Regions from separate parts of the Mus musculus genome. Here region 2 is linked to region 1. The links are chromatin contacts, called in public HiChIP or PLAC-seq maps. All regions are on one chromosome and are shown on one strand. The core of a region is the stretch at or near the end of the contact, and the rest is flanking DNA. Distances in the headings are between cores, read along the strand shown.

What was found. HiChIP or PLAC-seq counts read pairs in DNA pulled down with a chosen protein or histone mark.
Region 2: a FOXA1 HiChIP or PLAC-seq map of pancreatic cancer cells shows a contact between it and region 1. The contact joins the enhancer-like site here to the promoter of Slc27a4 in region 1. A contact is called at or near these places in 5 of 39 promoter capture datasets (the 3T3-L1 cell line, HPC-7-derived erythroid cells, cranial neural crest and 2 more), 1 of 15 datasets of contacts at CTCF or cohesin (embryonic stem cells), 4 of 484 Hi-C or Micro-C datasets (CD8 T cells, the G1E-ER4 cell line and embryonic stem cells), 4 of 115 datasets of contacts at active chromatin or transcription factors (embryonic stem cells and pancreatic cancer cells) and 5 of 9 other capture datasets (adipose tissue, embryonic stem cells, embryonic trunk and 2 more).

What each region holds. Positions count from the first base shown.
Region 1 is chr2:29,798,527-29,804,227 of GRCm38.p6, forward strand. Slc27a4 (solute carrier family 27 (fatty acid transporter), member 4) reads left to right here and starts at 4,108. Exons shown (of 13, transcript NM_011989.5): 1 at 4,108-4,434; 2 at 5,634-5,701. The coding sequence starts at 5,640. It also overlaps the pseudogene Gm52595.
Region 2 is chr2:30,040,336-30,046,046 of GRCm38.p6, forward strand. All of the region lies in intron 1 of Wdr34 (WD repeat domain 34), which reads right to left. Among named protein-coding and RNA genes, the nearest start is that of Wdr34, 5.7 kb to the right of the region's middle. Within about 2 kb of position 2,311, at least 29 of the 459 cell types and tissues checked have an H3K27ac peak or open chromatin away from gene starts, as enhancers often do. A contact at or near this core is called in the G1E-ER4 cell line, embryonic stem cells and pancreatic cancer cells, where this site is marked.

The sequences.
Region 1 (5,701 bases), core at 2,858-5,357:
CTGTTCTTGTCAGTTTAATATCCAATATGTCCTCTATCCTAGGATCATATAGTACGTGGGTTTTGGAGCTAGAAGTTAGAATGGGAGCTTGTCACATCCACTCCACTCAGGACTTCTAGGACTGGTGCACCATACACACACACATACTTACACATATAAACAATTTTTCATTTTTGTTTTTTGAGATAAGGTTTCTCTGTAGTCCTGGCTGTCCTGAAATTCGATCTGTAGACCAAGCTGGCATTGAACTTGGAGGTCCACCTGCTTCTGCCTCCAAAGTGGGAAGCCAGGTATTCCCCACACCTGGTTCCCGGATGCTTTCGTGAGTTCCTGCTGCTTTTACCCCCAGCTACGATGGTCTGAAACTGAGTGGTAAAAGCAACGGTTTCTCCCTTACACTACTTCTGCTCAGCTTTCAACTTTTTGTTTGTTTGTTTCAACAAAAATTTAAAAAGCAGCTGGTCATACGTACCATTAGGAAACAGGGACAAAGAATGCCTGCGAGTGCTCAGCTAGATCTATTTATTGTTGCTGTTATTTTTAAATGAGACAGGGTGTCACTATGTAGCCTTGGCTAGCCTAAGATTCACTATGTAGATCATTGAAATCATAGAAATCTTTCTGCCTCTGCCTCCTGAGTGCTGGGGTTAAAGACATGCACCATCACGCCTGGATAGTTTTCTTCATTTTATCCAGCCTAGAACCCCCTGCCCAGGGAATATCCCAACCCACAGTTAAGATGGATCCCCTCAATCCCAGCACTCGGGAGGCAGAGGCAGGCAGATTTCTGAGTTCGAGGCCAGCCTGGACTACAAAGTGAGTTCCAGGACAGCCAGGGCTACACAGAGAAACCCTGTCTCAAAAAACCAAAAAAAAAAAAAAAAAAAAAGATGGATCCCCTGACATTATTTATGTAAGATGATTCCCCCCCCCCCCACAGGCATGAACTAAGGCCAACCTCCCAAGTGACCCTAGACTGTCAAATTGTCAACACCATCACAAGCAATAACGGAAACAGTGCCATTTCTGGCCTTAGAGTTGAGGCCAGCTGAGGGTCCTCTGTGGATCAGCTCTGCGTGTGTCACCTTGAATTCTTGCCAGCTCTGGGAGGGATTTCTATTTAACAGGTGCGGATAGACTCTGGGCTCTGGGAAAGTGAGTTCTCAAAGCCTAGCCACTGAGGTCAGGGACTCCTTCCTAGCTGCGGCTGACCAGCAGGGAAAGACCACAGCCCAAGGAGAGCATTAGGCAGATGAAGGGCCAGAATGTGAGGAGGAACAGCCTAGTCCAGTCTTTACCCACCCTCTCCTCTCCGTGTCCCAGCAGCTTGAAGGCAGGGTGTCTTGCTTGTCTGTGTTTGGTTTCTAGACCTCAGGCCCAGTCCAGCATTCTGTGGGACGCTGAGCCCCAGCGTTCTGTGGGATGCTGCCTTCATTTGACCACTGTGACAAGTTTATTAAGAGAACAGCAGTCACTTCTCCCAAACACACTTGCTCTCCTGCAGTGACCTCAACCATCTAGGGCGAGTGTTCACACTCACCGGTCACCATACTCTCCCTCTCTTTCTCTTTCATTCAACAAGCAGTTGCTTTACTACTCTCTAATCCCAGTGCACGCGCATGTCTGTGCTCACAAGATCTTTCTACCCAGAGTTTTTATCTGATACAAAGTCTTGTCATGTCATATGACCTAGACTGGCCTGCTCCTTCTTTCCTTATTTGAATATTTTTTTTCTATTTATATATGTATGCATGTTTTGCAGAGGCTAAAAGAGGGCTTCAGATTCCCTGGAGTTTGGGTTACAGGGGATTGCGGGCTACTGGATGAGGGTGCTAGGAAGGAAACTTAGGGAAGCAACAGATGTTCCCTACTGCTGAGTCCACTCTTCAGGTTGTCTTTGAAACAAGGTTTCGCTGTAACCGTGGCTCACCTGGAACTCATCATATAGAACATACTGATGTCCAACTCACAGAGACCTGCTTGCCTCTGGCTCTTGTGTGTGGAGACTAAAAGTATGTGTGTGCCAAGGGGGCACATGCATGAGTGGGCAGGGAAGGTGTGCGTCACATTGCCCTGCTTGGCTTTTTCGATCGATTGATTGGGTGTTTTGGTTCTGGGATCAAACAAGGGCCTTGGGCAAGCTAGGTAGGGCTCTTCTACTAAGCTGTGTGTCTATCCCTATTCTGACACACTGTGAACTCAGAATAACATCAAACAAAGGGAGCCATAATGTCTCCTAGAGCTTGATTTATGTGCTCTCTATAGCCAGCCTATAAACTATAATAATAAACATGTCAGCACTATTTCAAATGTGTCCATGAATTTGCACACCAGTGCTGTGAGGTGAGTCCTCCGTGAATCATAGCCACGAGATATTGCTTGTTTACTTGTTTGTGACAAAATTCTCCCTGTATAGCCTTGGCCAGGCATAAACTCACAGAGATCCTTTGCCTCTCAAGTGCTGAAATTAAAGTTATGTACCACTGGGCAGTGGTGGCACATGCCTTTAATCCCAGCACTTGGGGGGCAGAAGCAGGCAGATTTCTGAGTTCGAGGCCAGCCTGGTCTACAGAGTGAGTTCCAGGACAGCCAGGGCTACACAGAGAAACCCTGTCTCAAAAAACCAAATAAATAAATAATAAAGTTATGTACCACCATGCTTACCTGACCCCCAAACCCACTTTTGTGGGGTGTTGTTTTGTTAGTTTGTTTTTGAGACAGGGTCTCACTATGTAGCCCTGGCTGTCCTGGAACTCACTATGTAGACCAGGCTGGCCTCGAACTCAGAGATTCATTTGCCTTTGCCTCCCGAGTGCTGGGGTTAAAGGTGTGTGCCACCACCACCGCTGTGCTTGATCCCCTAAAGCCCACCTTTAATCCATAAGAAGGCACAGATTTGGAACTCTCTGCTGAGAACATGATTCTCTTGTTGGTCTGTGATGCACATGTCTATGAACATGGGGCACCTGCTATTATAGCCCTAGAGACATCCTTTAGCTTACTATCCAGCCTCTCCAATGGATGCAATCCTGAGCAGGTCCAGACCATCTTCATACCAAAATGTCATCTGTAATCCCTATAAACAGACCTTGAAGGTTGCCCCTTCCCCCCTTAAGAACTTGACTAGGTTGAGTCATTGAAGGGGCTATTTAAGAACAGAGGCAGTAATAGGCACGTTGCATAGTCACCCCAGAACTTTTCAGAGGCTCTCAATCCAACGGCTGTGAGTCTAGACCCTTGCCCACAGCCTGACAAAGCTCACAGTTTACAAAGGAACCAGTGTTCGGGAGTGTTATCAGTCAGGGTTAAAGTTAGTTACACAGGCTTTAAATCCTGACCTTTGAGGAGATCCCCTGAAGCTACTCCTCCTGGCTCTTCAGTTCTTTTTGAACCTTGCAAAGGTACTGAAAACTGTAAAAGTCCTGAGGGAACAATCATACTCAGCTGTGGTGAATGACCATTCCAGAATGGTCTAGAAGCCCAATGCCCTGTGTATTCTGCCAGAATCCAGCTTTTTTTTTTTTTCAGCAAGTGGTATTGAACATTTGCTAAATTCTATTTCAAGACAAATGTAGTAGTTAATGTCTGTAATGCCAGCGCTCTGGGCTGAAGTAGATTAACTACAGCAAGATCCAGGGCAAAGTTACTACCCTGTTTCAAAAAACAAACAGGACTGACAAGGTGGATCAGGAAAAGGTGCCTGTTCCCAAGACTGAGGGCCAAGCCTAGTAACCTTAGTATGATCCCTGGAGCCCATGGTGTAAGAACAGAACCAACTCCCACGAGTTGTCCTCTGACCACACAGGGTCTTTGGCATATGTATCTACACATACACAAATAAGCAAACAAATGTAAATAATAATAATAAGTTAAACAAATTCTACTTGGGCCTTAGCTTCTGGCTATGTATTCTCAAATGGTCTGTGGGCGGGTTTATGCTACCTGGATCCCCTGGTCCAGGAAATGGCAGAGAGGAACGACCCAAGGAGCACTGCCTGACCAGGGCAACTTCAGCAGCCTGAACAAGCTAGACTACTAGGACTACAACTCCCAGCATGCCGTGCGGCTCAGCCTACCACTCCCAGCGGGCCGGGCGGCTGCGGAGGCAGTGGTGCGCGCAGGGCTGGAGGGGCTGGGCGGTGTCGGGCGCGCTGGGGCTGGGTTGCGCTGAGGTGCACGGACTCAGAAGCTCGCCCTCTGCGGGGACGGCACAGAAGGCGGTGCTGCCGGCTGGCACAGCCGGTGCGGGTGCGGGAGGCGGGTGGGGGTGGAGCGGGGCAGAGGTACAGACCCTACAAGGACGAGGAGTGGGCCAGACGCACCGAGGCTCGGCTGTGTGTGCCCCGGGGCGGCCGATGCCCCCAGCGCACCGCACTCCGCTGCCGCAACCGGGCCGCATCCTGACGGGGCGCCGCGCCGCGCAGCCGCAGCCGGGTGAGCTAAGGCGGGGACGGCGGCTTTCTGAGCGGGGAAAATGTGCCAGGCCGAGCAGGGGGAGACGGCGGTGCCGGCTCGGACTGAGGGGCGCGCCCTCCTTCTCCCAACCCCGAGAACGCTCTGATGTCCTGGCTATCTAGAGGCAATCGGTCCGTGGCGCCCCTCCTGTCCTGTCTCCTCTCTCAGCGGTCTTGGACCGGCTCCTAGCTTGCTTTTTGACTGCCTCTGTCAGAGAGCTAAGGATCTTAGCGATCCTGCGGTAGTCCTCCCACCCATTGCTTTATGCTTTTCTCCAGAAGGCAGTCTCATAAGGGATTCCCTGTGTTCCAGGCCGTGGTCCTCCGCCTAGCTTGGAGATATTCAGGCTACTTCATATCTTTGACCTTCCTCTCTTCCCAAGAAAAGCAATCCATTAGCAGTCCTCTTGACTAAATCCATAAAGAAGAGGGAATAGAGCGTGGGCCTTAATCTCTGCCCTGGGCTTCAACACAGCCTTTCCCCTTCTCAGCCCTAGTCCTCAAAGATCCATCTGAATGTGTGGGTACTTCCAAATCCTTTTCCTGTCCAACAATCACCTCTTTCCACCCTACCCCTGGGCTGTCACCTCTCAGGCCCCTCCTGCCTCTAAGCCATTTGCTGGCTCGCCCTCTATGGACCGGTAGAGGCACAACGCTACCTTGAGTCTGTGGGCCAGAGACTGTGCAGGGCTCCCTTCCCAGGAAGCTGCCCTTTTTGGTGTTGTCATTTCCAGAACCTCCTGGAGTCCCTAGGAGAGACACTTCTATCAGCACCTGTCTCCCGGCCATCTGGTTAGGTTGCTTGAATATCGGTGAATGGACTGTCCTGTTTGGGTTAGAAAGGTTCTAAGAACAAGTCTTACTAGCCCAATGCATAGAGCAAGGTGCTATGGCCTGAAGTAGGAAAGGGGCTAGCACAAGGTCACTTGACAAGGTGGTCAAAGATAGAACCAGAAGCTAGATCATCCTCTTGTTTCTTAACCCCAGAGCTGTAGATTTCAAGGCCCCTCCAACTTGGCATGGAACCAAAGCCTTGAACCTTTTTTAAGCCACCCCTTTTAAGGTGACTAGGCAATCCCCATAGGCTGACCCTTTGGGCTCATACTGAAGTGGCTGCTGGTGCAGAAGTAGCGGCCCCTAAAGAAGGAATTGTGTCTCCTAACCACCTTGTACCTGCAGGTCACAATGCTACTTGGAGCATCTCTGGTGGGGGCGCTACTGTTCTCCAAGCTAGTGCTGAAGCTGCC
Region 2 (5,711 bases), core at 1,061-3,560, 240 kb after region 1:
GTGGAGCACACCTTTGATCCCAGGAGGGCAGAGGCAGGCGGATTTCTGAGTTTGAGGCCAGCCTGGTCTACAAAGTGAGTTCCAGGACAGCATGGCTATACAGAGAAACCCTGTCTCGAAAAACCAAAAAAAATAAAAAAATTTTTAAAAAATTGTTATAATTCACAACAATAGCAAAATTAGTTGTGAACAGCAAGGAAATAATTTTAAGGCAGGAGGTTACCCCAACATGAGGAACTGTATTAAAGTGTCGCAGCATTACATCAGGAAGGTTGAGAAACACTGCTCTAAAGGGATCTCTGGACTGGTCCAACTCCCTGCTCAGTCCTGGAACTTGGATTGATAGAGGAAGCAGCTGCCCACCTCGCCAGGACAGCAGCCGAGGACAAGCCATGCTAGACCTAGGACAAGTCAGGGGTCAACGCATCAGCCCAGGTGGACAGAGCCAATGTCTTCAGTGGTCAGAGCGCTGTGGTCATTATGGTGTGAGGGTACGTGTCTTTAATTCCAGGACTCAGGAGGCAGAAGCCAAGACAGAGGCAGGAAGACCAGGCTAGACTGGTCTACACAGCAAGTTCCAGGACATCCTGAGCTATTCTGTCTAAAAAAAGAAAGGAAAAAAAAAAAAAAAAAGAACAGAAAATGTGATCTAACTCAGCCACATTGACTAACAGCTACAATGCTACCACACAGAAAGTGGAGGTGGGGGTCACACCTTGTCCTTGGCTACATATTAAGTTTAAACCCAGCCGGGAGGCACTGGACTTTCTTTAAATTGTTTGGCTTTTTTTTCTGTTTGTTTGTTTGTTTTGTTCTTTCTGGTTTGTCTGTTTGTTTTTCTTTGTTTTTTTTTTTCTTTGTTTTTTTTTTTTGGTTTTTCAAGACAGGGTTTCTATGTGCAGCCCTGGCTGTCCTGGAACTCACTTTGTAGAACAGGCTGGCCTCGAACTCAGAAATCCACCTGCCTCTGCCTCCCGAGTGCTGGAATTAAAGGCGTGCACCACCACGCCCAGCCTGTTTGTTTTTCGGTTGCTTGTTTTCAGAGGAAAAATAAAGAGTGTGGATTTGGGTGAGGGGAGGAGTTGGGAGGAGTTGGGAAGAGGGACCCTGATCAGAATATGTTATGTGAAAAAAAAAGATTTTAAAATAAAAAATAATGGCCCACGCACACGCGCATGTGTGTGTGTGCGCGTATGTGTGTGTGTTTCTGATTCTGGGGTGAAGCCCAAGGCCACAAAGTCAGCCCCTTCACCCTCTTTTCTGATGGACCCTATTCACCTGGTCTTGACAACGAACAAGAGGCCATCAGAGTCCCTTGGCTTCTCCAGGCCTCAGGTCTCCTCTACCCCACACCCCCATCCATGACTGTTCCCTTCCAAGGCCTGTGTGAACACTCGTTGATATACACTCGATGTGAGAGCACTATAGCAGACTCGCACCTATCTGACCCAGTGTTAAGGACATGTAATACCTCTTAAGAGCACTGAGCAAGGGGGCTGGAGAGATGGCTCAGCAGTTAAGAGCACTGACTGCTTTTCCAGAGGACCTGAGTTCAATTCCCAGCAACCACACGGTGATTGGCAACCATCTGTAATGGGATCTAATGCCTCTTCTGGTGTGTCTGAAGAAAACAATGGTGTACTCATACATTAAATATATATGTGTGTGTGTGTGTGTGTGTGTGTGTGTGTGTGTGTGTGTATACATGGACTAAGCAATGCAGATCCAGCAACCAGGCCCAGCGTCCCTCCAGCGTGTACTGTCCACATAAACTTGCTCTCACCCTGAATATGCAAGTGCTGTTTCTCCCACTTCCAGGGTCTGAAGATGAAGATGAAGATGACCTTCAACTTCTGGTCCTCTTATTTCTACCTGGAATTATAGGTATATGTCCCATACGGACACACACACACACACCCAGCCACACCCCTAGCTGAACTTGGCTCTGAGTGCTTCTGCAGCAAACAGCTACTCAAAAGACTTGGACTCAAGGGAGAGGCCAGGCCGGGAGATGAGCTGTATGCAGTAATCGCTACATTTCTGGTTAGTCTGGGTCTTTTCACAAGGCCTTAAAAAGGATCTAGAGACAAAAGTGTCACACACCTTAATCCCAGCACTCAGGAGGTGGAGGCAGGAGGATCGTCCTAAATTTGAGGCCAGTTTGAGCAACAATGTCTCAAAGCAGGGAAGGGGGCCCCAAAGCAGGGAAGGGGGCCCCAGGCATGCTGGCATGCCTGTCAGCCCAGTACCAAGACTTTGGTGGGAGAAGCCACAGGTTTACTTAATGGCACAGGCTCCAGCAGAGGGCGCCATGCATGTGCCGTGCTAGACAGGCAACACCCCAGAAGGCATGCCTGGAGAGAAGGGTACTCAACCATTCACATTTAAGTGAGCAGGAGACAAGCACAAGGCGCCTACCCTGCAGTCCAGGGGATGTAAAGACAGAAACTGTTCAGCTCATATGTCCTAGGTTTCTCTCAAGGAACTCAGGGCTCCTCCCTGAGGAAAAGGTCCTGTCCTAGAGATGAGTGTGCACTGAAAGCAACTCCACACCACACAACTGCACACTTTAAAAGAGCAAGGTGGGGCCAGGCGGTGGTGCATGCCTTTAATCCCAGCCTCCTGGAGGCAGAAGCAGGCAGATCTCGGAGTTCAAGGTCAGCATGGTCTCTATAGAGCGAGATCCAGGACACAGAGGGATACACAGAGAATCCCTGCCTTGAAAATTCAAAGCAAACAAACAAAAAAGAGCAGGATTGGGCTCAGCCAAATGGCTCAACAGGCAAAGATGCTCACCACTGAGCCTGTCCTTCAAGACCTGCACAGTGAAAGGAGAGAGCTAACTCCCACACTGTCCCTGTGACAGACATGCACTGTGGCATTTACACTACTGCCCACCACACACAAAATATAACAATCTTAAAAATAAAAACATAAAATAAAGCCAGGTGTGGTAGCGCACACCTTTAATCCCAGCACTCGGGAAGCAGAAGCAGGTGAATTTCTGAGTTCGAGGCCAGCCTGGTCTACAGAGTGAGTTCCAGGACAGCCAGGGCTACACAGAGAAACCCTGTCTCAAACCACCACCACCCCCCAAAAAAAAATCATAAAATAAAAATCAAAGATCATAGTGGAGCAGCCAGCCGTGCAGGCAACTGAGGCAGAAGGATCACATGACCCCAAGGGTCTGTAATAACCTGAAGACTGGTTTATTTTACGTCTATGTGTGCTTTGCCGAGAAGACAGTGGCTGTTTTGGAACTGGATTCAAGATCTGAGTCCTCTTCAGGAGTAGGGAGTGCTCCCTCCCTACTAAGCCACAGTCTTGGCAGTCCACCTGGTACATGTAGACTTTATTTACCATTATCCTTTTTTTTTTTTTTTTTTGAGGCAGGGCTCATGGAATCTAGACTAATCTAGAACTCATTATGTAGCCAACGCTGGCCTTGAACACCTGACTCAGTGTCCGCCCTGCACCGCCCGTCCCCCCCACACCCCCAACCCACAGTCATCAGCTACCAGACCTGGCTACCTTCTCCTCAGAGGATAGACCTCCTGGTACTTTTGACAGCAGACTGAGTTATGCAAGTAGTTACTAACTCCAGCTCAACATAAAATCGGGTTCCCAGATCACACCAAACACCTGCTGTCCAGGGTCACAGCAGGCTGCAGGCCGTATGCACCGCTAGGGCATCCCAGAGGTTCAAAGCACTGGAGGGACAGATACTCAAACTCTAACCCTCTGCCAAGGGAGCAGCACCACACTTCCATATTCGCCATGGTACTTCCCACAAGAACTAACACAACCCACTAAGAAACAACCACGGGCTGGAGAGCTGGCTCAGCGGCTAAGAGCACCCACTGCTCTTCCAGAGGTCCTGAGTTCAATTCCCAGCAACCACATGGTGGCTCACAACCATCCGTAATGAGATCTGATGCCCTCTTCTGGTGAGTCTGAAGACAGCAACAGTGTACTTATGTATGACAATAAACAAATCTTTGGGTTGGAGTGAGCAGGGACTGAGCGAGCGGGGTGGACCGGAGTGAGCAGAGATCCTAAAATTCAATTCCCAACAACCACATAAAGGCTCACAACCACCTGTACAGTGTATGCATATACATAAAATAAATAAGCAAATATTTTTTTTTAATACACAAACTGGGCATGTGGTGCACGCCTTTAATCCCAGCACTCGGAGGCAGAGGCAGGTGGATTTCTGAGTTTGAGGCCAGCCTGGTCTACAGAGTGAGTTCCAGGACAGCCAGGGCTACACAGAGAAACCCTGTCTCGGGGAAAAACACACACACACACACACACACACACACACACAAAAGAACAAAACATGCAAACACACTCACTGCTCTTCAGAGGAGACCATTGGCTCGCAGCCCCAGGACCCCAGCATCTGACACCCTCTTCTGGCCGCCCAGAGTACCACAATCTCACATAGTATACAGACAGAACACTCTTACACATGAAATAACTAAATGTGAATATAAGGCTTTCTTCCCAGTGCACTGCTGAGAGGCAGTACAGCACCACCTGCCCATGCTGATCTCTCGAGAGGAGATGGCCAGAGAGCAAGGTACTTACAGCCCAGGCTTCCTGACGGGAAGGAGACTGGAAACACCATCTTTCTGCTGCTTTGTTGTATTGTGAAACACGGTTTCTCTGTGTAGCCCTGGCTGTCCTGGAACTCACTGTGTAGACCAGGCTGGCCTCGAACTCAGAGATCCACCTGCCTCTGCCTCCTGAGTGGTGGGCCTATAGGTGTGCACCACCACCACCTGGCTGACTGGAAGCATCTTAGCAGTTTACTAAAAGGAAATGAAGTTCTGTAAATGATCTTTAATCCAGCACTCTAGAAGAGGTCACTGGATCCCTAAAGCTGGAGTTACGGACGATGGTGAGCCACCTTGTAGACAATGAAAGCTCAACCCGGGTCCTCTGAGAAGGCACCCAATGCTCTGTACTGCTGAGCTGGCTCTCCAGGGCCTCCAAAATAAATGTCTTACATTTTGTAAGTTATGCATGTGTGTGTGTGTGTTGAGAGAGAGAGAGAGAGAGAGAGAGAGAGACAGAGACAGAGAGACAGAGACAGAGAGATCCCCAAAGAGTTCGGGAGAGGGTACTGCGTTCCCTGAAGCTAGATTTACAGATGGTTGTGAACCACTAATGTGGTGGGTACTGGGAATAGAACCTGGGTCTTCCTGAAGAGCAGCAAACGCTCTTAAGCACTCTCCAGCTCCAGGTTAGACTTTCTAGGTTGAAGGGACAGCCGGGGATGGGGTACTTGCACAGGCTGAGGCAGTGCTGGATCCCAGAGCCTCCTAGCATTCCCACTTCCTTTTGCTTGCTGTTATTCTGCTGCAGTGCAGTAGTGAACCAGGGCTGGTCCACTCTGGGCGACCACTGTGCCATGGAGCAGTGCCCACCAGCCTCTAAGCTGTGTGTGCACTGTACATGTGCGGCTGTCTTTAAGGATCGTATTTGTACTTATGTGTGTATGTGTGCATCTGGGTGCCTCCCCAAGTGTGTGCTGGAGTCTGCAGAAGAGGACATTGTGTCCCCTAGAGCTGCCATTACATGCAGCCATAAGTGCTCAACCTCACTGCTAGACACCAAAGCCATATCTTCTGGAAGAGCAAACAGTCCGGCGGGTGGTGACGAATGCCTTTAATCCCAGCACTTGGTCACCAGAGTGAGTTCCA